Linked DNA regions of Mus musculus: regions 1, 2, 4, 5, 6 and 7 are each linked to region 3. A link is a contact called in public HiCAR-type, HiChIP or PLAC-seq and promoter capture Hi-C data. All regions are on one chromosome and are shown on one strand. Each heading gives the region's core, a stretch centred on a gene start, on an enhancer-like site or on the middle of the called end of the contact. The rest is flanking DNA. Distances are from core to core; before and after follow the strand shown.

Region 1 (3,009 bases), core at 395-2,894, 890 kb after region 3:
GGCTCCTGCACACGAGAGTCTATCTCGAATCCCACCCATGTGGCTCTGGGTCGAACTGGGGAGTGGGCTGCCGCAAGTCTGTAGATCCAACAAAGGGTCTGAAAAGAGTGGCGAAAAAAGGATGGAGCTGCTCCGAGTGCGTAGGCAAATATCCTCGTCGAATGAAAGCTTCCCGCCTCCCCCCGCACACTCCCCCAAAAAACCAGGGCTGGGAGCGCAGATCCTAAATCACACGACGAACAAAGCAGCGAGCTCCCCTAGACGACCTCAGGTGAACGCTCTGGTGCGCACCGCTGCAGAGGCAAAACGCCAAGGCTTCCGTGTTCATCACCCCCTGTTCTTTAACATGGGTCCAAGCCGGGTCCTCCAAAGCCTGGCCACAGCTCTTGGCATGCTACGATAGAGACGTGACTCGCCGCAAAAAGATGGCACCTCGCGTTCAGAGAGGGGGGAAAAAACGGAGAGGGGTGGCAGCGGGAGGAGACACATCGTACTCCCCCCTCCTCGCCCACCCAGGTCCACACCCACTGCCGCAGTGAGGGGCGAGCCCTGCGCGCCAGCCCGCGCCTCCGGCAGGGAGCGCACATGCCGGGAGCCCGGCGCAGAACGCAGAGAAAGAAACGCGCCCCGAAATGCACCTGCAGCCCTCGCGTGGGTCTGTGCCTGGCTGCAACGCTGCGCGCCCTCGAGCGGGGAGCCGCTGCCAGCCAGCCCGCTGACACCGCGAGGCCAGGTGACCCCTGACTCTTCGAGCTCCCACATTGGGATCCGCGCACTACCTTCTCTCGGGCACGGCGCTGCCCCTGTCACTGTACCAAGCGCGCGCAGGGGGAAGGGCGACTAACGTGACAGCGCCTGGACCCCTCCCCATCCTCCGGATTCCTCCCAGCCCCCAAATGTCCCCTGCCGGCTTCTGAAGGAGGAAAAGGGGAGGGGGCGGGCCACCGCCTTAAATCAGGGCCAGTGAAGGCCGTGTCAGAATCGCTGTCAGGGAGGTGGAGAGACATGAAGGCAGTCATCTTTTCTAGAACCCGATCCACACCTTCCTTAGGGCTGATGGCAATCAGGAGCAGAGAAATCCGATTTCAGGTTCTGTTTCGGGGGTCGTCGTTGGACCCCCATGCACACTCACAGACCCACGCCCATTGCGGCAAAAGGCTGAGATCCAGATTACAGAACAACCCCTTCCCTAGGTCACCGTCATCCGCGCCCCACCCTGCGGGCACAGCCCCCCTCATTTGCGCGGAGCCGATAGTGGGGACCCCAGCACTCATAGATACACGCATTCGCTCGCGTGCGTGCATCTCTTGCACGCGTTCCTTCCCAGCTCCCCAGCGCCTAGGGCGCAGAGAGGCCCCCGCCGTTGCGCCTGATTGATGCCCAGCTCCCTAAATCCATCTCTGGGGCGAGGGGTGGCAGGAGGACGGCGCACAGGGCCAGAGGGGACTGGATTTCAGAGCTGCGGCGCTTACCTGATAATCGACAGAAGGCGAGGACAGAAGAGGACAGCGGAGGAGAAGGTGGTTGTGGCGGCGGCGGCAGAAGGTGGGCGGTGGCGGCGGCGCTGCTGCTGGTGCTGGAGCTGGTGGGTGGCGGAGACTGAGAGCGCGCGCGGCCGAGAAAGCGCGTTCTGGAGGCCGGCGGGCAGCGCAGGCGCGAGCCACGGGAGCGCGAACCTCCCTAGGGGAGGGGCGGGCAGCGAGGCCTGGGCGGGCACCTCCCCTTCCGACCGCTAGGGGGCGCACGCGAGCGCCCCTCAACCCTCCTCTCTCCGCGCCGCTCGGCTCGCCCCTCTCCGCGCTTCCCTCCCCGGGTCCCGCCACGCCTCGGGCCGCGGTGCTGACCGCCGCGCGCACGCGCATTCCGTGGCGCACGCGCACCCGGCCTCCCGGGGCTGCAGCCTTTGTCTAGTCCAGGGGTCCCCTCCCTCGGTCCCCGCGGGGTCCAGGCAGAGCGGTGTGTCGGTCATCGTCCGCTTTTCAGTTCACCCTCGCTGGCTCTCCAGGCGGTACACCGTGAACCCCAAGTGCTACAGGCTCCCCGAGTCTCCTAAAATGTGGCCCTCCAGATAGAGCGCACTTTCTATTTCCAGGGCCAGCTGTTCGCTTGCTTTCTTTCCACCTGTTTTTGTTAATGGCCAAAGTGAATGATTTCCTTGACAAATCTTCTCGAAACAGATTAACTTGACCGTAATACACTTTAGCGTTTTCGTGGAAAAACAATTGTTTTTAAATCAAGGAGCATTCAAACCCATTAGGTATCTTGACTGTGACCCTAGCGAAGAAAAATCTTTAAATAGGTAAGTTCTAATGATGCTTACCACACACACTGCAAGGCATTTTCACAGAGTTATTTTTATCTCGTTTATTGAAACACCTTTGTACAGCGTGAGAGCTGAATTTTTAAGGTGCCTGCTGGAGATGGCCACCTGCTGGATGTCAAGCTTCCGGTTGAAATTGGTCATTAGTTCTCCTTCCAGCTACGTAGGCGTGGGCTGTGGCTTTAGCTTAATATCTTACCTCCCCAAAGCTCAATTCTCTTGGACAGCTGGAGCCTGTTCAAATGCAAGGAAGAGAGACAGGCACCTACTTCTTGCCAAAGAGGCGAAAACTTGTCTTGAAGCTTTCATTTGCATGCCGTTTTTTCTTTATTTTTCAAGGCAGGTTCTCACTATGTTGCCCTGGCTGGCTTGGAGCTCACAGAGATCCCCTGCCTGCCTCTGCCTCTAGAGTGCTGAGATTAAAGGTGTGCACTGCTATCCCAGCAGTTGTTTCTAAAACTCCAACGTTGTACCTGCTCGGTGTGTTGGCTCACATCTGTAATCCCAGCATTCAGATAGGCTGAGACTTGTTCAAGATCAGCCTGGGCTATATAGCAGAATCCAAGCCAGCCTGAATTGTATTACAGGGTGAAAGTGAGTCAACAAACAAACAAACAAACACACTTCTGGGCTGGGGGGGTGGATGGTTGTGAGCCACCATGTGGTTGCTGGGATCTGAACTCAGGACC
Region 2 (3,175 bases), core at 217-2,716, 780 kb before region 3:
CAGCTGTTTGCAGCTGCAGATTTTCCTTTAATCTATCATGGGCTCTTAAGCTGCAGCTGCCTGGCATTGGCTCTCTTTGGCTTTTACAAAGGGAAAAATTGTTGAGAAGGAAATTCCTGAGCTCTGGACCATTACACATGAAAAAGAAGTCATGAAACCTATGCACATTTTAGCAGGGGAAGAAAGAAAACAATTCAATGAGTTATTATAAATGTTAGATAAATTCAAAAATTTTATCTGATTTTTAATAACATTCTCACCTTTACCAAATGTATACCCTTCTTGTTTAGTGAAACGTTCTATACACATTTACCATCTCAATAACAGTCTCTTTCTCCCGGCAAGTAAGAAACATGTCTGTGGTTGCTCTACTGTTTGCCCTGCCCCAGTTTCATGAAAACACATCAGAGGTAACTGTGCTTCTCCCAATGCTCCAGGCTAGTCTGCATCAACCAGGAGGAAGAGCTACTGTGGGTGAAGTAAGGACCAGATGGCAGCAAATGCTGTGCTACAGACCCCAGAGAATTAGAACAGATCAGGTGGCACCTTTGGTTTTCATCTAGCTGGCATCTCTAGTCACTATGTAAAGCTTAACAGTGCTAGGTAGCCACAATGACTTCTAGCTAGGCCAGAGATGTGGATGGAAGCAGGACTTTCCCAGGTAACAGCTGTAGGTGGGACATTACTCTGGGAAGAAAGGAAAAGGAGAAAAGGAAGCAGTGTAAGGGTCATATAAACAAATGGAAGACCACAGCGGTTTCCTGCTTTGCTTACCATACTGTAAGAAAATATTTGAAACAAGAGTGGTGATGTTCTTAAAAAGTGGTAATGGTAGAGGATCCAAAGGGAAAGTGGGCTGAAAGAGAAAAACTGCCTAACTTTTCACTTGGGCTGAACTGACCTTTAATACAAAAGTCTTAAGATAGAGTGGTGAAGTATGCCAGGCTCAAAATAATATGAGAGATCCAGAAAGTCAACATGAATATAACACACCACTGAGAGAAGACAGCAATGTCCCAGAGAAGTACCTGTCTCTCCCCAGAGACTGTCAAAACTGTTGATTTGTGCTCGCTCCACTTCCTCTTCATCTTTTTCTGGAAGATCAAGTAGGTAGGAGACAATCTGAAACAAGAAGTCATGTCAGCTCACACTGCAGGTGAAAAGCTACGCTGCTGGCACTGATCTGGAAGGCAATCCTCTCACTAAATTTCTTACACACAAAAAATCAGTACTGTTTGCTTTACAAAAGAAAACTGAAACCATTCTGATAGAAAGCTGTCCTATCAGACAGTTTACATGTTTTTATTTAACATACTCCATATATCATGTGATTTAAAAATGACATATTCTTCTTATTTAAGCCAATGACACAATCTCTTGTCTGACGCCCAATAAGCACACAGGAAAGGAATGTGGAGAAAGCTGAGGTCTATACTTCCTTTAAGTAATTGTTTTGTTTCCTCTCAGAAGTATGAGGACTGCCTGGGAGGGAGAATAACTGCAAACCACAAACAAAAGTGACAGCTGTCTTGAGGAATCTGATTGTATTAGGAGTTAAGGGACTTTCCACAGACAATACACATTTCAGTTTTGCTTCATATTCACTTGGCGACCCCTAAGGCCAGCTGAGAGGACTGCTGCTTCACTGGAGCATCCCTTGCAGTGGGATGGGCTCCTGAGTAGAGACCCAGGAGAGCTGATTCTATGTTTCAGAAATTTTACACGCTGTCCCTATCCCCACCCCTAACAGGGTTTCTCTGTGTAGCCCTGGCTGTCCTGGAACTCACTCTGTAGACCAGGCTGGTCTTGAACTCAGAGATCTACCTGACTCTACCTCCTGAATGCCGGGTCTAAAGGTGTGCACCACTACCACACCAGTTTACGAGGTGATTGTTAAACAAAGCCAGTCACTTATTAAAACTTGAAATATAAAGAAATTATATGAAAAATATTAAAAAATACCTAACTATAGGCTGGCACCCACTGGTAAGAGTACTTGCCTAAAATGTGTGAGATCCTGGATTTGATCTCAACACCACAAAAAACAAACAAAAAAGTCCCTCAATTCTTAAAATTTCTCAATTAGTTAACTATGTCCTACTGTTGTCATCTGTGATTTTAAGGTTATTTATATGTATTGCATCTGTATGGATGAAACGCTGTCACGTGTGCTACTGTGTATTTCTTCCCACCTCCATATTGAGTGACATAACACTGGCAGCTTGAAGTCAGCCATGGTAGCAATAGTTACAAACTTTATAAATCAATGTTTGGTTTAGAGCAAAACTGAAAATGCGTTTCATTTTTTTTTTTTTTTTTTTTTTGGTTTTTTTTCGAGACAGGGTTTCTCTGTGTAGCCCTGGCTATCCTGGAACTCACTCTGTAGACCAGGTTGGCCTCGAACTCAGAAATCCGCCTGCCTCTGCCTCCCAAGTGCTGGGATTAAAGGCGTGCGCCACCACGCCCGGCCCAATGCGTTTCATTTTAATCAGTACAGGTGAGAGACAGTTAACAGTAAATCCAACATCAGAGTCAATGGCCGTAAAATTACTGGGAAAAAGCAAATTAGATGCAATTCTACTTGTTACATCATAGGTTGCAACCACAGGTTGGCTACAGATTCATATTTGACCAAAGCCAACACTCAATTAACCATTCAATTGAGAACACTGTTTGTCACAGTGTAGCCCATTCCTTAGATTAGTAAAATTTATAATAAGCATAAGCAGCTGTGTACCTGCTCCCTGGTTATAGTCTTTTCCTTTCCTCATTGTCAGTTACTTAACATTTCACAGAATACTACCAAGTCCATGAATTTGCCACACTTATTAATAATGTAGAAAATGCCATCTGTATGGTATTAATTATTTAGAGCATCCTTCATAGCAGCCTTGTAAAAAGACTTCAGTAACTTTATGGATGAAGACTAGGGTTCTAAGGCAGTAAGAAAACTGTACCATCTTGGACCAAAATCAACCATTCTGAGGTTCTGTGGGGTGCATCCTTCTTGTCCCAAAATGTCTGACCATATGTCTACAGGTCAGTAACTCCTCTGTGTTTTAGTGTCACAGAAAGTGTGGGAGAAGCTGTGACAATTTCCAAACTCTTTTCTTTTTTTTTTTTTCCAAACTCTTTTCTGACTCTTAAGTTTTTCCACGCACATAATTCTAGGTAC
Region 3 (3,077 bases), core at 455-2,954:
AAAACTAGACAATGGGAAACTGCCTTCCAGAAGCAAGAAGAGTTTTGATTAATCAGGAGACTGATAGGGGCTCTTTTTCTGCTCGTTGTCAACACAAGAGACCTGGACTAGAATTGATGAAAGAATAAAAACCTGAGAAATTGGAATCCACCACTGACTGCTTACCTCTAGGCAAAGCACTTAAGGCCCCGTGGTCCAAGTTTAATCGTTTTGGAGACTAGATCACCCTATGCTGCCCAGGATGGCCTCCAATTCAGTGATCCTTCTGCCTCAGCCTCCCACGGAGCTGAGTCTACAGGAATACACCACTGCACTTGGCTAACTGGTCCTTTAACTGCGAAAAGAGGATACTGGGCTACATGATTTTCAAAATCCCTCTCAACTCTACGAAGCTTTATCTAGTCTTATCTACCTAACAATGCAGGCAGGGTGCCTACTTTGCAACTGGAATATATACATATACTTATTTTTGAGACAAGCTCTCATGCAGCCCAGGCAGGAGTGGAACTCTACGTAGCAAGGATGCTCTTGACCCCACTCAACCTCTTGTCTCTGCCTCCCAAGAGATTACACCCCTACATCTTAGGAGGTACGTGCCTGGCCAGTGACCTCGGTACTATAGAGAAACTATCAGTGCTTATTATCATAACCGATGAGCCATCTCTCCAACCCCCTGATGCCTATTACCTTAAAGTTCCAGGTTTACTTTCAAACGCCTCCTAGAAACAGGGACAACCAGTTCTAGTATTTTATAAAGGAATTATTCTTGTCTTCGGAAATGACCTCTTTCGCTTTGAGCAGACTCGTCTCTCCACTCTGCTGCACGCATCTTTCTTTGGTAGAAGTCCCACATCTCCAAACCCAACACCTCAAGAAAAGATGTTATGATCTAATCCTCTCCTCCCACAGTACGTTAGGATCCGACCACATCAATCTAGCTCTGATGGAAACGTCCCAGCAGAAGGTAAACTGTAGAAGCTACCCTAAGATGACTGAACGACTTTACGGTTGCCACAGGCCAGCCACATCAACGCGACACTCGTAGAACTAGAGAGTTCAACAACAACAACAACAAAGTCCAACCCCAATGGCTTCAAGACTTTGTTAGAAGACAGCCCCTTTGCCTCCTAACCCGTCCCCTCCCCGACCCGTTCTGGGCCGGAGTTCTCCATCAGGTCAGTGATAAAACGATCCCGGTGCCCCCATTTTTCTTGCCGTCTGGAGGAGGCGCGTCCCACACTGCGGGCACAACGGAGCGCACCTTGCTTCTCCGGGCACACCAGCGGGGAGCTGTTCTCCTGCACTTTCCTCTCCGCCGCCGCGGCCTGCTCCTCGGACCACTTCACGTTGTCCCTGTGAAAACCAAACGGGCAGCTTCAGGCCCACCGGTCCCGGACCCGGGAACGTCGGTCCTCGGGAGGCGAACGCTTCAGCTACCGCCGCGGGAGGAGGGCCAGCGGGCAGGGCTTTTCTCCAAGTGCTCCGGGCTGGCGAAGAGCCGGGCGAGATGCAGGGCAGTTACCAGGCATTGTGATGGAAGACGCGCGCCGGGTCGCTCAGGAACCGGTGCCCGAACTGCGGTCTCTTCCCGTCCTCGGTCTCCGGCACGCCTTCAGGGAAGGAGGCCGCCATGACACCGGAGACGGAAACGCCTTCTCTTCCCGAAGGCGAGGACTTCCTGTGGGCCACGCCCCTTCCGGAAGTAGCGTCACTGGGAGGGAAGATGGAGGGCGGGGCGGGGCGGGGCGGGGCGGGGCGGGGCGGGGCGGGGCGGGTTCCAAGTGATTGGGAAGCTCAGCGGAGGCGAGTCCGAAAGGAGTCATTTCTCCCTGGAGATGCACAAGGGCGTGCAGCACGGGGAGGAAGTAGGAGGCTATTCCCTCGAGTACGGTTCCGTGCAGGTCCCAAGATTCCCCCCAGGAAAAGCTTTGACTAGCCGACTGTGATGAGACGTGGTCACCAGACCACAGTCCGCGGGGAGGCAGCGCGTGGGTTTTGAGAGCATGAAGCTTCCGTGTTAAATGACATAACCGACCACACCTCCTTGAAAAGCCAGGCTTAATTGGCACAATAAAAATTGTAATTCGTTCATGCATAGAGCTTGTAATATGTATTCAATTTATTTAAATGTATACATTGTACACTTATATACTATACATATATGTATAAATATTTTAAAACTAATAGTAGGTCACTGGTATATAATTTATAATTGCACATTTTTAGCCTTATATTTTCTATTTAAATAAATTTCCCCTTTATGTGTACGCATGGTTGTGCACCACGTGCATGCAATGCTCATGGAGGCCAGAAGAGGGCACCAGATCTCCTCGAACTGGAGTTACAGATGCTTGTGAACCAACATATGGGTACCAGGGATCAAAATATGGGTCTCCTAGAAGAGTAGCCAGTGCCCTTAATTATAGGGCTCTCCAGGCTCTATAATTTCTTTAGGCTTGGTGGCAGGCAGCTTACTTGCTGTGCCATTTTACCAGCCAGAGTTATTGTTGTTGTTGTTATTATTGTTGTTGTTTTTGTTATTATTTTGATACATTTTGAAGGACTATGTAATTCTGGCTGGCCTCCAGCTCTCTATGCAGATTAAACTGGCCTCAAACTCAGAGATGTGCCTGTCTCTGCCTCTCAAGTACCGGGATTAAAGGCATTCACCATCACATCCAGCTATATGTATTTTTTTTTTTTAATATCATGCTCTTTAAAAGCTGTTAGTGTTCACATTCAACAATCCCATTATATAATTTTTGTGTGTGCAGAAAGCTCATTGTCCTTTTACTTGAAGTTCCAACATTATTTTTAATAAGTGAGCCATTTGAAATATATGGCTGCTTCTCTTTCTCTCTCCTCTCCTCCCTCCCTTCTTCCCCCCCCCCGTGTGTGTTTTAATTATTATTTTCTTTTTAAATATAGAATTCCTCTATATAGCTCTGACTATCTCATAACTCTCTTTGTAGACCAGGAAGGTTTCAACTTCAGAGATCTGCCTGCCTCTGGCTTCTGGGTACTGGGATCAAAGATGTGTGCTGCCTCCACACCTGGCTAGGTTTTTATTTTTGAGA
Region 4 (3,076 bases), core at 430-2,929, 940 kb before region 3:
CTCTGATGAGGGAAAAGGAAGCGAGAAATGGCTTGTCTCAGCATGCCTGTCCCAACCTTCAGTGGTAGTAGAAGCAGCTGCAGAGCGCATGGTTAGTCCCTTCAAGAAAGGCACTTTCTTTCTCTTTCTTCCTTACAAGACCTGCTCATGTGCTTGCATGCATGATGCATGCAGTGCCTGAGGAGGCCAGAAGAGAACATTGGGTACCTTGGAACTGAAGTTTAAGGTAGTTGTTAGATGTCACATGGGTGCTGGGAAACAAACCCAGGTCCTCTGCAAGAGCAGCAAGTGCTTTTAACCGCCCAGCCATCTCTCCAAGCCCTGACTTGACTCTTTATGCTTTATTTTTTCCTTTTCCCTCTTCCAGTCATTTTATTTGATAAATATCTTTAACTTTTTAAATCGATTCTTTGTGAATTTCGCATCATGCACCCCAATCTCACACTGATCCTGTCATCCCTCCAGATCCATCCTCTCCACGCTTGCAGTCTCCCTCCCCTAAACAAAACCAAACCAAACCCATCCCTGATGTAGAAGCAGAAGCTGCGGTGTTGTGGAGTGTCACACTGGATATTCTTTTGTCCAAACAGCTTCACTTGCAAATGTCCATTGCCATGAATTATTGGTCTGGTTCGAGGCCTCCGGCTTCTGCCACACTTTCTTTTTTTGTTTTTTGTTTTTGTTTGTTTGTTTTTTGTTTTTTGTTTTTCGAGACAGGGTTTCTCTGTGTAGCCCTGGCTGTCCTGGAACTCACTTTGTAGACCAGGCTGGCCTCGAACTCAGAAATCCGCCTGCCTCTGCCTCCTGAGTGCTGGGATTAAAGGCATGCGCCACCTCGCCCGGCAAAATAAAACAAAGGTTCGGGAGCGGAAAAAGACCGGAACGACACGGGAACCCGCGACCGGCACCGACAGAACCAACTCGCGGAAATCGGGCAAGCCGGCCGCGCTGCCACACTTTCTTAAGGCGTATTTCTATGAAGTACCTTCTAACTATACCCTTAGATGAAGTCATTTTTATCTAAGGGCGGGTCTCTGAAGGTCTTTGAAAAGGAAAACAGGTATATCCAGTGTAAGTAAGTGCTTTGAGGGTTATGAGTAGGACAATTATGACAACTGGGGGTTGGGGGGACGGTCCTAAATGAAGCCTTAGGCACCTAAAGAGCTTCAGTGACCAGCAGTGAGGACTACCAGGTTCTCACCTTTAACCGCCAGGCGGATACTGAGAGTGAGTTTAGAGAAGATTCGACTCCTTTCCATGTCCTTGGGGCCCTTGATGTGCCGGACTTTAGACCACTTATTGTGTCCCGCCGAGGCCGTCGCGCTGACATGCAGCGTCCTGTGTGGCGCTGCACCACAGCCGGGGTTTGCATGCTGGGAGGCGCCCCAAGGACCCACGCGGAACCCGAGGCATCGCACACGAAAGCACGGGACAGCGGTCATTCTCAGGCTGGCGGCAGCCCAAGACATCATCTGCTTCGACAAGGGGCTGCGCGGTGCAAAGATGAGCAGCTAAAATCAGCCCGTCTAGTCCGGCCCCGGAACAACCCGGTCTGGACGTTCAGACCGCTGCTACAGCTCTCCAGAAACTCAGAGGTTCGGCTCTTCCTGACGCTGCACTGCCTTGAGTGACCGCGAAGGAGCCGGGCGCGGGGACCCTAAATGGTGCAGTACACTTCCTTTGCCCGGTCCGCCGCAAAAAGACGTTCCCGGATTCTGCAAAGTTGGTTCCGCTGCCTCGCGGTACTCGTTCCAACCCCGCCCCTGCCAGGAGTGACGCAACCCTTCTTTGCTCCCGGTTGCTTGGAAACGACAGATCACCTTCCCGGAGAGATTCAGGTGACTGACTTTCCTTCCTAACTGAGCAAGTCCAGAATAAGAATTGTTTGGTTGAAAAAGAAATATGTAGTTCAGTCGGTTCATTTTACAGATAAAGAAACCGCCGCCAAGGTTGCCTGTTTAAAAAAAGGAAGCAATAAACAAAAAAGTACTAAATGCTGGGCGTGGCAGGCCATGTCTGTGATTCCAGCACTTAAGAGGCGAAGGAAACCTTAGGACTTTGTCTCAAAAAAAAAAAAAAAGCAAAAACTTTAATTAAAACAAACAACGACAAAAAAAAAAAAAAAAAACAACCAAACAAAATAAGCCACTACCCCACCAGCCGACGAGAAGCGATTTGCCCAGTCATTTAAAACTTTCTGATTTAGATTTCATTTCTGTAAACAAGGATGGCATTGCCTGTTTTGCCAACCCATACTGGACAAAAGATCGGGCCAGCCTTTGAGTCAAACTGCTATCTTCGTTTTCCATCTGTTGTTTTAAAATTAGTTTAAGTATTTTTAATATATGTGTATGGTTGTTTTGACTGCATGTATGTCTGTGCGCTACATGTGTGCCTGGTGTTCTCAGATATTTATTTTACAGATAAAGAAACCGCCGCCAAGGTTGACATCAAGATAGCCTGGAACTGATGGTTGTGAGCTGTCACATGGAGAATCGAAATTGAACCTGGGTCCTCTGGAAGGGCAACCAATATCCTTAACTGCTGAGCTATTTCTCCAGCCCCTTCCACCATCGGTTCTCTTGGCAGAGAAAACAAGAGAAAAAGGACACTATGGAAAAATAAAGAAAAAATAATGTAGCAGCTGCTTGAAACTCTTTAAGAGCTCTCTAGGGGGGGGGTGAATTAAGTCTCAAGAGCGTAACACATTTAAAAAAGCAGGTCAGTGTGAAGGCAGTTTGAAGTCTTGCTCTCTAAAGTTAGGCTGGATGAATTCAAAGTGTGTTTCTGCCATTTAGTAGTGCAACCTTGGGCAAGTTCTTTACTTTCTGTTTCCTTCTACAATGGCCTTGAATAAGCAGGATGAGGGGAAGGGCACGGACACAGATTTTATATTATTTTTTAAAAGATTTATTTTATTATTATACATAAGTACACTGTAGCTGTCTTCAGACACACCAGAAGGCATCAGATCTCATTACTGATGGTTGTGAGCCACCATGTGGTTGCTGGGATATGAACTCAGGACCTTTGGAAGAGCAGTCAGTGCTCCTACCCACTGAGCCATCTCTCCAGA
Region 5 (3,272 bases), core at 315-2,814, 880 kb before region 3:
CTTAAAAACACAAAGTCCATCTAGGTAAGCCACCTGGTGACAGCAAACCCAAGGCTACCTTCCCAAACCACTGGACCTAAGTGAGCCAGATTCACTCTTCCTTTCAGCCAGCAGCCCCCATGCACTGCCTAGCCAGAGAGACCTTGGGGGGCTGACTCCTCCCTTAATCCCCAGAGCAGATGAGGGAAGGTTAATTTCCATCCTTGACAGCTGGGGCTGGCAGTGACAGAGTAGGTAGCTGGGAGGTGGGGGAGGGAAAGTGGAGCAAGAGGCTGTTCTATACCAGTACCAATAGCTGGCTCAGCCCAATCTCAAGTCCCTTAGAAGACATAACATGCAATTCTCATTGCTTCTCTCTAATACTAAGGAAACCAAGGCCCAGAGTGGGGATAGAAGTGGTCCAGGCTCTTTGGCTCTTAGGTCAGACCCTTCCCCCAGGGCACTCCATGATAGACAAGAAAGGTAGCCTACAGGACCCTTGGCCCAACTGAGTCTCACCATCCTTGCGATAGTAGAGGATGTCCACCTTGCACTCTTCAGCCCCAAGCAGGGCCTGCGCCAGGCGGGACACAGCACTGCTCGGAGTGTTCGGGCCAGTGAGGAAGTCACAGGTACAGGGTCGCTGCATCACCTCCACACGGGAGTAGCCGAAGAGTTCGCAGAAGCCATCATTGCAGTAGATGATGGCACAGTTCTCCATCTGTGCATTGGCAATCAGGAACTTACGACCTGGGGTGGGAAGAAAAAGGTAGGAAGACCGTGGCAGCCAGGAGTGGGTAGTTGGGAGAGAAAGATTACAGGGACCGGTGGCAGCCAAGGAGGGGATTTATACACAGGAGCAGGCAGGGGCCAGAATGAGGGAGGTGGAGGACAGAGCAAGGGAGGGTGGAAGAACCAAGAGTCCTGGGGAAAGGTCATTCCTTCTGGGAGCACAGAGGGGCATGAAGGAGGCAGGGAGCAGAAAAGTAGGGGTGTGGGAACCAAGCTTGGGGGCTAGGGTCAGTAGAGTGGGAGGAAGACCCCAGAACTCCTGGAATAATAGTTGGGATCCAGACCAGAAAGCAGGACTGTGACCAGGGAGTCAGACCTGCTCTGTGGGTGAAAAGAAGGAAGTCAGGCAAACCTCTAGGAGAGGCATGAATGGTCTGGAGGGGTAAGTGGGCAGTGACTGAGAGGGCAGGCCAGGGTTTGTAACACCAAGAAAACTGCTGTGAGCAGGTAGAAGAGTGGCATTATGCCCAAGACACAGCACATATGGAGGAGGTGTTGGGGACATCAAAACGAAAGATTTTGTATTCAGAATCTACCCCCCCCCCCAGCCCCCAGCCCTGCCATTTCTTTTACCCCATCAGAAGTTAGTGAAGAGTTTGGCTGCTCCTGCCATCCAACCCGTACTGCAGAGAGTCCCCCACACCCCCAAACCTCACACTTACTCTGGCCCTCAAACTTGCGGATGATGGTGTCCAAGTAAGTGTTTTGGGGAGCAACGTGGCCCCTGCGGACTGGCATCTTTCTGTAACACCACTTGCTGGGAGTGACCGGTGCCCTGGCTTCTGGCGTCTCCGTCAGTCCTGGGGCTCAGCAGCGTCGGGCTGGGGTGGGCGCCGCCCCCGGGGAGGGCTATCGGGCCCCGCCCGTCCTCCAGCGTCTGCCCTCCCCGCCCTCTCTAGTCCTCCCGCTCCCACGGCTCAGCGCTCCTCCTCCTTCCACGAGGCTTGCGCCCGGGAGCTGTCCGCGTCGTGGTGCTGAAATAAGCCAAGGGACGTGACAGGCAGACGGGGTTGGGGTTGGGGTTGGGGGTCAGGACAAGAGCAAATTCTGATCCATAAGGGGCTCTGAATCCTAGAGAGAGGGGCAGGGGTCCTGAACCTGGGATACTCTGAAGAACTTCTGCTCATGTCCAAATAGACAGAGACCTCAGCATCTCTTTGGACCCCTTTTGATACTGAAGTAGTTTTCCAGGCAGAGGAGGGCAGAAGTTGTTAGGGGCTTCAGATAGTTTTTTGTTGAAGGCTGTCTTCAGGGATTTACCGCTGGGACTGACTGTGGCAATGGGGCACTTAGGCCCCTTGCCCACAAATGGCCGCCACCTATTAGCAAGTGACCACTGGTAAAAGTGTCTGTGTACTGATTAAAAATGAACACACTTAGAAAAAGCAAATTGGGGTGGGGTGAAGTTTATTGAAAAAAAGGGGGGTTTTCTGAGAGGAGAAAAGAAGGGCCACAGTTCATTAAGCACCTTGGTGGACTTGGAACTTTGCAGAGGGTCCCAAGACCAATTTTGAGCCACATTTTAGTAGCAAGCATTCAAAATGAAACATGCACCTTCGGAAAAGGCCCAAGGGTGGTGTCAATGCAGAGGGGCTGAACTGGCCAATGGAGGAGGTGAAAATGCAGGAGAAAAAAATGACAAGCAGCATCCAGTGCTAGTTTGAACATCCAGATTTAATTGATGGACAGCTACGTTTTTAAGAAGTCTGAGGTTCGGAAGGAAATTTGAAGGCCTTTGAAGCAAATATTCTGGCAGAAATATAAACTTTACAAAGTGGATGGGGGGGTGGAGGGGGTGGCCAAGGAGGCTCAGTGAGGTTTCCACTGAAGTCCAGGTGAGAGGCTTAGAGTCCTGGGCGGGATGTGTCCTTGCCACAATACCTGGTGGGGGACCTTGGCCACAGTGGTTGAGAGATGAGAGGGCTGCCAAGTGTGGTTTCCTGGGGGGGCAGAGATGTCTTGGCTGTCCCTGAATGTGGGGAGCAGGCTGGCTGTGGAAGAGAAGTGGGGACAGTATTTCCTATCCAGTCAGTAGCATGGGCTTACGCAGTAAGACATTCATTCATTTGCTTATTCATTCAAGCATTTTTCTGGTCTCCACATTACAAAGAGTAATCCCGACGCATGTTGAGCCTTATGGACCTAACATCTAGTAATGAGGACAAACAACGGCATTATAGCAATAAATACACCACGGGATAATTCAGAGGTATCAAACAATAGTGCTGTAGAATCTGATCCTGGAGTAGAAACTGTTTAGAACTAGGAAGAACATGGGGAAGAGATCTAGAGACCCGGGCAGAGAGAGGGGTCACGGAATCCCTTTCTGTTAGCCTGTCTCCTCAGCCTGTGACTTTAGTATTCAGATCTCTAAGAAAAGCTGGTCTCATGTTTGAGCTACCTGGTGCCTCTTCCCTGTGACTTCCGGTTATAACTTATTTCCCTTCAAGCCTTCCCTATTTCCTGTCAGGTACTGACTCCCAGGCTTCCCGGGAATCCTG
Region 6 (2,850 bases), core at 47-2,546, 820 kb before region 3:
TACATTTGAGAAACGCTTAGGATCTATTCATGCTAAATTTCTAAGATAGAAATGTAACTAGGAATCCTGGTTTTCCCCTCAGCTTTCTGCACTGGGTAGCCCTGGGGAGAAAGAATGTGCCAGGTGGGAGTGGGTCTGCCTTAGGTCTGGCGTCCTGGTTATGAGGACAAAATTTATTCTGCTCGGTGCCTTTTTTTGCTCCTTAAGGCCTTTCGCTCAGAGACCCCCTCCCTGCATCGTGAGTGTGTGTGAGTGTATGTGTGGTCGTCATAACTCTAGTCTTTCCCATACTGCCACACTGGCGGTCAGGAAATGCACTGTGAAGCAGTCAGCTTGGAGACTTGAAGGAATGAGGTAGGGGATGATCCAACAAAGGACTCTCCCAACAGGAGCCTCCCCGGGTCTTGGAAGGCACTTTAAGACCAACACTTAAACAAGATTCCATCCTGCCAAAATCGGTCCCTCCTTTTCCTCCCAGGAGCCCAAATATACCCAGCAAACAATGAGAAATGGCTCAGCGCCATGTTTAGTTTATAAGCATGTATTTATTGCCTGCACCACCAAGGAAGCTGTTGCTTACCTTAAAAAGCCCATTAGCTTCTGCCAGACGAAAAGTTACCATAAGGTAATTCCGGTTTTTGGTTCTCTCTCAACCGTACACTAGACAGCATACCCACCCTCTAAGAAGGAGCCCCCGCCCCAATTCTGGCTTCTACCAGTGGGCAGCTCCCAGCATGCTGAGGTGTTCCAGGGACTGCCTTCACAGTCATGCTTTGCCTCACAAGGTAAAATACCCCATTTCTCTCCTCCTCTCCGTGAGTCTGGCCAGGCATCCAACAGGAAAGAACCTTTTGTTCCCAGCTTGTAGGAAGTCTGAGCTAGGCTCTTATCTATTCGTAGCATTTCCTGGATAGCGGGCCAGGATCTGCTAAGCTCCCAGCCTTGGTCTTGGCAACAGTCTTAAGTACAGACCTTGGCATACACCAGGTCTAGGACTTAAATGAGAAGTTGGAAGGACACAATTTACCCTTAGATTGGTGTCTCTGTCTCTCTCTCTCTCTCTCTCTCTGTGTGTGTGTGTGTGTGTGTGTGTGTGTGTGTGTGTGTATCCTGGAGTGGAAAAAATGGGAGGCAAACTGTATCAACAACAGTGTCTATGTGGTCAATGTGGCTGGTGTGCAGATGCGGAAGGGCAGGGTTATTCCCAGCCTTCCAGTAAAGTGTAAAGTGCCATCTCCGCCCACGAGGGCTGGAAGAGGTGACCCTGGGTTCCCGGAGCTGAGCTTGGGCCCAGGCCAGGCCTGACACCTAGCGGCCTCCTGGGTTTGGGCGTGGAGAGTAGCGAGCGAGAAGCTAGAGACCGGGAACCCGGGCGCCGAACCCGCGCCGCTAACCTTCCCCGCACGCCGGTCCCGAGCCAGTCCGGAGCCAGTCCCGAAGCTGCTGGAGTTCGGGTCCTGAGTGCGGGTCGGTGTAGCCGAGGTGCCCTACCGAGTGCCGGCGCCTGGCGGGACTTCCGGCGCAGGTGACCGTCGCCTCCTCGCGCGCGCTACCGCTTCCCCGCCGCCGCCCCGTCTCCATGGCGACGCCGTCGCGCCGAGGCTCGTGGAACCTGCCGAGCGTCCGGGGCGCGGCGCGTGGACGCGCGCAGGCCTGGCGGCGGCGGGACAAGGTAGGCGACGGGGAGGTGGGGAGCCGAGTTCCGCGCGGAGGGGCGGAGGGGACTGTGGCCAGGTGAGGCAGGGCTTCGAGCCGCCCTTCCGCGCGCACCTGCCCGCACCGACCCGGCGCTGCCCGGCTTGTCCCCTGACGCGGGTGTTGTGCTGCTGGCACCCGGCAAGGCAGCCGGGGGAGCGCGGGCCGCGTCTGCCCGAGTTAGAATGGGGACTGCTGGTGACTTGAATTCAAGTCCAGGGGCCTGCGGCTGTACTGTAGAACAAAGTGGGTGGGAGTGGACCAATCTGCATTCGCCACGACTGAGCTCCCACTGTCCCCGCGGCCGGTCCCTGCGCTCAGGTGCGGGCCTGGTGGATCCTCTTTCTCTTCTTCCGCATCCCACCGTCCTCGGGCAGGATAACTAGTTCCTATCCTGGCAGAACGCCTGGCTTCGTGCTTTGGCCTTGGAAGTGACTCAGGGGCGGAACTTCTCGGAGAGAGGGATCTGCTGCCGCCTCTGACTCCTGGAGTGGTAGCCAGGCCACCTCCCCCTTTCCGGTCACTTCTCTTCTTACCCTTACCACCTTTCCACAGGCGCTGCAGCACCACAAGTCACAGACACTTTTGGTTGCCCTTCCTTTTTTTGTCTTGGCAATTTTCTTTAAGAAAAGCCCCATCTCCGATACCTGAGTTCTGTCCGCTTCTTAACAAAACAAAAAGCAAAGTGTTCTCACCTCCCTTAGATACCTTGATTGCTCCTCAGCACTTGGATCTGGGAGGAAAATACTGGACTGCTCCAACCCCACCCCTTGTAGGAGGAGCTCCTGGAACCAGAAGTAGAGTTGCACACAGATGCCCTGCCCTGCCATTGTCCCTGGGTAGGCAGAGCCCAGGTTTCTTGAACTTACAGACATCTGAATGCTGGGATTAAAGGCCATGCCAGGCCTTGCGTTCCATTTTCTAATCGCCTCACAATTAATTAGAGTACAAGTGGGAATATGAAATTTCAGACATTAAAATTACCACCTAGGTCACTTGTGGTGACAAGAGGCTGTGTTCCTAGAATGTGGGAGCCTGATGCAGGGAGACTGAACGTTTAAAGCCAGCAGACCTACAGAGGGAGATCTTGGTCTAACGCCCCCTCCCCCGCAACAAGAACTAAAGGCAGACTGTTTGACAGTCTTCCTCGCTCTA
Region 7 (3,244 bases), core at 160-2,659, 910 kb before region 3:
CTGACCCTTCACATATAAAACAGAAGCCCTCTCCTAGATCACTGTGGGTCAAAAATAATAAAATCTGGTTTGTTCAATGCCTTATAGCTAAATCCTAGACCACCTACTTCTTCCACTGCTCCCACCATCTTGTCATTTGTCTCCAGTCTGATGTTCATAAGAGTAAGGCAGAGTACTGGCTATAAATACCACTGGCCAAAGCTTTCAGTATCTCTGATTACTGTCATTCATTTTTTTTTTTTTAACTCAAATTACAACAAAAGAATGAAGGTAAGAGATTAGGGAAAGAAAATTCTTCTCAATACTTTCAAACCTATACCCTGCATATAAAAATTCTCTCCTTCTGCCAGTGTTTTGATGAAGTGATGATGTCCAGCAATGCTGCAAATGAATGTGTAAAGAACCACGAAAAGAACAGGTCAAACGTCATCTTTCTCTATTCAGAAATAATGGCGGGATAATGCCACAGACTAAGGTTTCCAAGGATAGGCTGTTTGGGGGAGGGTGAACATCAAGGAGCAAAACCAATGACCAATGACAACCTAGCATTAGGGCTCTGTATCCATGAGAAACACCTGAGATGGGGAAGATCTTGCAATAAATAGCCCTAACAGAAATCTCGCGTGGCCAGGAATGCACGACCACCAATCCAAGCGCCGCATCTTCCTCCACTGCCTCTCTCCCGCCCCCCACCTAGCAACAGAAGCACTGCGACAGGAGTGGGGGAAATGAGAGGGACGGAGGACATAGCTTTGGGGGTGTGACTCCGATCTGAAACCTGCTACTACCATCGAAAATCTTATCTGCCTCAGGCATGTCACAACACCGTGCCTCGGTTTCCCCCGGCTGTCAAAACTAAATAAGAGGCAACGAGTGTGACAACCTCAGCGACAGGACCACAGAGGACCCACCCCCTTGTTGTGGTCAAGGCGAGTTTGCAGGAGAGTTGTGGGGACCGGGGCTGCCGCCCACCTCGAGCGTTCCCCGCCGGCTACACGCTGAGCCCCGGCACAACTCACCTTGTTGTTGTACTCTTCCACGAAGCTGCCCAGCGCCAGGCGAAAGCGCTTGTCCGGCCGCACGCTCCAGTTCATGGCGTACACAGTCCAGGGCGCTTCATATTTGTAGATCTCCTTCCGTTTGCCGTGCAGGGACATGGTGGCGGCTGGGCCGCAGAGCCGGCCAGAGAGGCAGCGGGCTGGGGCACAAGACAGGCGGGGACCCGGGCTTGGGTCCGCGGGTCCGAGGGGAGGCGGGGCCGGGGCGGTCAAGAACGGCCTAGCCCTCCAGCGGGTCCTCGGCTACACACACTCACACTCGGCCGGGCCCGACCACCAGTTTCAAACCAGCTCGGGCAGCGCTACCACCTTCCGTTTGGGATGCCGGCCCGCCCTCTCGGAACGGAAGCCACGCGACCCCGCAGCGGCGACGAGCGTTGGCTGCCGGGTACGTCCTTTCCAAACTGTTCCTTCTTTTCATTGGTCGACACAGTTGTAGCGCCCGCGCCCTCCTTACTATTGGTGAAAATGTTTGTCATTCTGCTCATTAGCCCCGCCCAGCTCCTGGAGGCGGGCTCTTTTGAAGTCCCAAAGATCATTGGCTACCCAAGATGTCAGTCAAGGGGATAACGGCGCAGTGCGGGTGAATGGGGGCGTGGGTGGCATGGGGGCAAGTGTGCCCCTCTACTGATCCAAATTCTAGGCCAAGAGTAAAGCCTGCTATTTCTCCTCTGCTGCTGCTGTTCTGATCACCTCTCTCCACTGACAGTAACTGTCAAACCTACCTTCATGGAGGACCACCTGCGTTTATTACATCTCCCTATGTCCGGCGGTCCCTCAGTCTTTGCCAAACGGGAACTCTCTCCAGCTCCAATGCCCACCTTTTAACTGTTCTCTTTCAGGCATGATAGAAACGTCCAGGGACAGGCTAGATTGATTAAGGCTTTCCTGCGCTTTCCTACAGACACTAAAGAGACTCCTGAATTCTGGGATCGATTTGCAAATGACCTGGCTATTAGTCACTTACCTTCTTCCTCTGGGATGTTCAGAAGCCAAATGGTAATCCAACTTTAAATGCTTATATGCCATGAGTTTGAAATGCAGAAAAACCTGGATCTAGGTACACCAATATAAATGTAAATTCTTTCAACGATATTGAAAGGGGTTGTATTGAATTGTTAGGCAGTACTTTAAAACACGTTAATTTTACGTGTATTTGTATGTGCCCGAGTATAAGTAAGTGTACTACATGTGAACAGTTGCCCACGGAGGTCAGAAGAGGCATTCAATCCCCTGGAACTGGAGTTAGTTACAGATGGGAATCCAACCCAGGTCTGCTGCAAGAGCATCCAGTGCCCATAGGGCTATCCTACCTCTCCAGTCTGTAAAATACAATTTTTAATGGATACAAACACTTGGAAGCCTTGAGGGACAATAGTATACACTTATCAACCATCTTTTAGTAATGGCCACCTGTATGAACAAGTCTACTGGGCACTTTTATTTTTACATAGAGCCTAGGCATGGTGTTACACACCTCTAATCCAGCTCTTGGGAGGTAGAGTCAGGAGAACCAGAAAGTCACTCTTATCCTGGGCTACAGAGCCAATTAGAGGCAGCCTGGGCTAGTTGAGAATCTGTTTCAAAATAATAAAAGTTAAAAGAAAATTAACTGGATACCTAGGTGTGTATTTTATTGAAACGTTTTATTTCTGTGCATATCAGGAAATTTGGTCCATAGTTTTCTATTGGTTACATCATTTCTGATTTTTCAGTGGGTTAATAATGGTCTTGTAGTACAATCTTAGCGGAGGTCTATCTATCTATTTTACGGAACAGGTCTTTTTTGTTTTGTTTTGTTTTTTCGAGACAGGGTTTCTCTGTATAGCCCTGGCTGTCCTGGAACTCACTTTGTAGACCAGGCTGGCCTTGAACTCAGAAATCCGCCTGTCTCTGCCTCCTGAGTGCTGGGATTAAAGGCATGCGCCACCACGCCCAACAGAAAAGTTAACTTTAACGTTTTAGCTTGTATAAACACTTGCGAATGTGTGCTCATAAACTCACTAACAGACTCTGGGGCATCAAATAGAAATTGCAAAAGGAAGGAAAAATGGGCTGAGGAGGACAGATTAGAATTATCTGACAAGCAACGATGTTTTAACAGGTCTCTCAAGCGAGGCAGTGTGGGTTGAAACCGTGTTCTCCTTTTTCTAGTGTGTTGAGTTTAACTTTTTATTGAAATGTCA

Evidence for each region. Promoter capture Hi-C pulls out the DNA fragments that hold promoters and counts their contacts. HiCAR-type assays count read pairs that join an accessible place to other places. HiChIP or PLAC-seq counts read pairs in DNA pulled down with a chosen protein or histone mark.
Region 1: a contact with region 3 is called in a promoter capture Hi-C map of liver, with 2.3 times the contacts expected there. The contact joins the promoter of Mapt here to the promoter of Mettl2 in region 3. A contact is called at or near these places in 13 of 39 promoter capture datasets (the 3T3-L1 cell line, the C10 cell line, the HPC-7 cell line and 9 more), 1 of 484 Hi-C or Micro-C datasets (the HPC-7 cell line) and 1 of 9 other capture datasets (adipose tissue).
Region 2: an H3K4me3 HiChIP or PLAC-seq map of bone marrow-derived macrophages shows a contact between it and region 3, with 5 times the contacts expected there. The contact joins the enhancer-like site here to the promoter of Mettl2 in region 3. A contact is called at or near these places in 1 of 15 datasets of contacts at CTCF or cohesin (pro-B cells), 1 of 484 Hi-C or Micro-C datasets (pro-B cells), 2 of 115 datasets of contacts at active chromatin or transcription factors (bone marrow-derived macrophages and craniofacial prominence) and 2 of 9 other capture datasets (adipose tissue and liver).
Region 4: a contact with region 3 is called in a HiCAR-type map of kidney, with 5 times the contacts expected there. The contact joins the promoter of Taco1os here to the promoter of Mettl2 in region 3. A contact is called at or near these places in 1 of 39 promoter capture datasets (embryonic stem cells) and 1 of 115 datasets of contacts at active chromatin or transcription factors (kidney).
Region 5: a contact with region 3 is called in a promoter capture Hi-C map of liver, with 3 times the contacts expected there. The contact joins the promoter of Kcnh6 here to the promoter of Mettl2 in region 3. A contact is called at or near these places in 2 of 39 promoter capture datasets (the C10 cell line and liver).
Region 6: a contact with region 3 is called in a FOXA1 HiChIP or PLAC-seq map of pancreatic cancer cells. The contact joins the promoter of Cyb561 here to the promoter of Mettl2 in region 3. A contact is called at or near these places in 4 of 39 promoter capture datasets (embryonic stem cells, liver and stem cell-derived epiblast-like cells) and 1 of 115 datasets of contacts at active chromatin or transcription factors (pancreatic cancer cells).
Region 7: a contact with region 3 is called in a promoter capture Hi-C map of embryonic stem cells, with 4 times the contacts expected there. The contact joins the promoter of Dcaf7 here to the promoter of Mettl2 in region 3. A contact is called at or near these places in 2 of 39 promoter capture datasets (embryonic stem cells and pre-B cells), 1 of 484 Hi-C or Micro-C datasets (Sertoli cells), 2 of 115 datasets of contacts at active chromatin or transcription factors (astrocytes and kidney) and 1 of 9 other capture datasets (liver).

The regions. Positions count from the first base shown.
Region 1 is chr11:104,230,071-104,233,079 of GRCm38.p6, reverse strand. It overlaps Mapt (microtubule-associated protein tau), which reads right to left and starts at 1,644. Exons shown (of 12, transcript NM_001038609.2): 1 at 1,473-1,644.
Region 2 is chr11:105,900,007-105,903,181 of GRCm38.p6, reverse strand. It overlaps Tanc2 (tetratricopeptide repeat, ankyrin repeat and coiled-coil containing 2), which reads right to left. Exons shown (of 26, transcript NM_181071.3): 18 at 1,029-1,122. Among named protein-coding and RNA genes, the nearest start is that of Cyb561, 43 kb to the left of the region's middle. Within about 2 kb of position 1,466, at least 61 of the 459 cell types and tissues checked have an H3K27ac peak or open chromatin away from gene starts, as enhancers often do. A contact at or near this core is called in bone marrow-derived macrophages, where this site is marked.
Region 3 is chr11:105,125,052-105,128,128 of GRCm38.p6, reverse strand. It overlaps Mettl2 (methyltransferase like 2), which reads right to left and starts at 1,704. Exons shown (of 9, transcript NM_172567.3): 1 at 1,523-1,704; 2 at 1,262-1,353. The coding sequence starts at 1,632.
Region 4 is chr11:106,064,644-106,067,719 of GRCm38.p6, reverse strand. It overlaps Taco1os (a long non-coding RNA gene), which reads left to right and starts at 1,679. Exons shown (of 3, transcript XR_003949781.1): 1 at 1,679-1,838; 2 at 2,424-3,076. It overlaps Taco1 (translational activator of mitochondrially encoded cytochrome c oxidase I), which reads right to left and starts at 1,629. Exons shown (of 5, transcript NM_027346.2): 1 at 1,202-1,629. The coding sequence starts at 1,472.
Region 5 is chr11:106,006,440-106,009,711 of GRCm38.p6, reverse strand. Kcnh6 (potassium voltage-gated channel, subfamily H (eag-related), member 6) reads right to left here and starts at 1,564. Exons shown (of 13, transcript NM_001037712.2): 1 at 1,434-1,564; 2 at 499-729. The coding sequence starts at 1,509. It overlaps Ace3 (angiotensin I converting enzyme (peptidyl-dipeptidase A) 3), which reads right to left. Exons shown (of 15, transcript NM_001101453.3): 15 at 2,162-2,762. All of the region lies in intron 2 of Gm35971 (a long non-coding RNA gene), which reads left to right.
Region 6 is chr11:105,942,933-105,945,782 of GRCm38.p6, reverse strand. It overlaps Cyb561 (cytochrome b-561), which reads left to right and starts at 1,296. Exons shown (of 6, transcript NM_007805.5): 1 at 1,296-1,672.
Region 7 is chr11:106,035,037-106,038,280 of GRCm38.p6, reverse strand. It overlaps Dcaf7 (DDB1 and CUL4 associated factor 7), which reads right to left and starts at 1,409. Exons shown (of 7, transcript NM_027946.3): 1 at 1,020-1,409. The coding sequence starts at 1,157. It overlaps Kcnh6 (potassium voltage-gated channel, subfamily H (eag-related), member 6), which reads right to left. Exons shown (of 13, transcript NM_001037712.2): 13 at 2,687-3,244.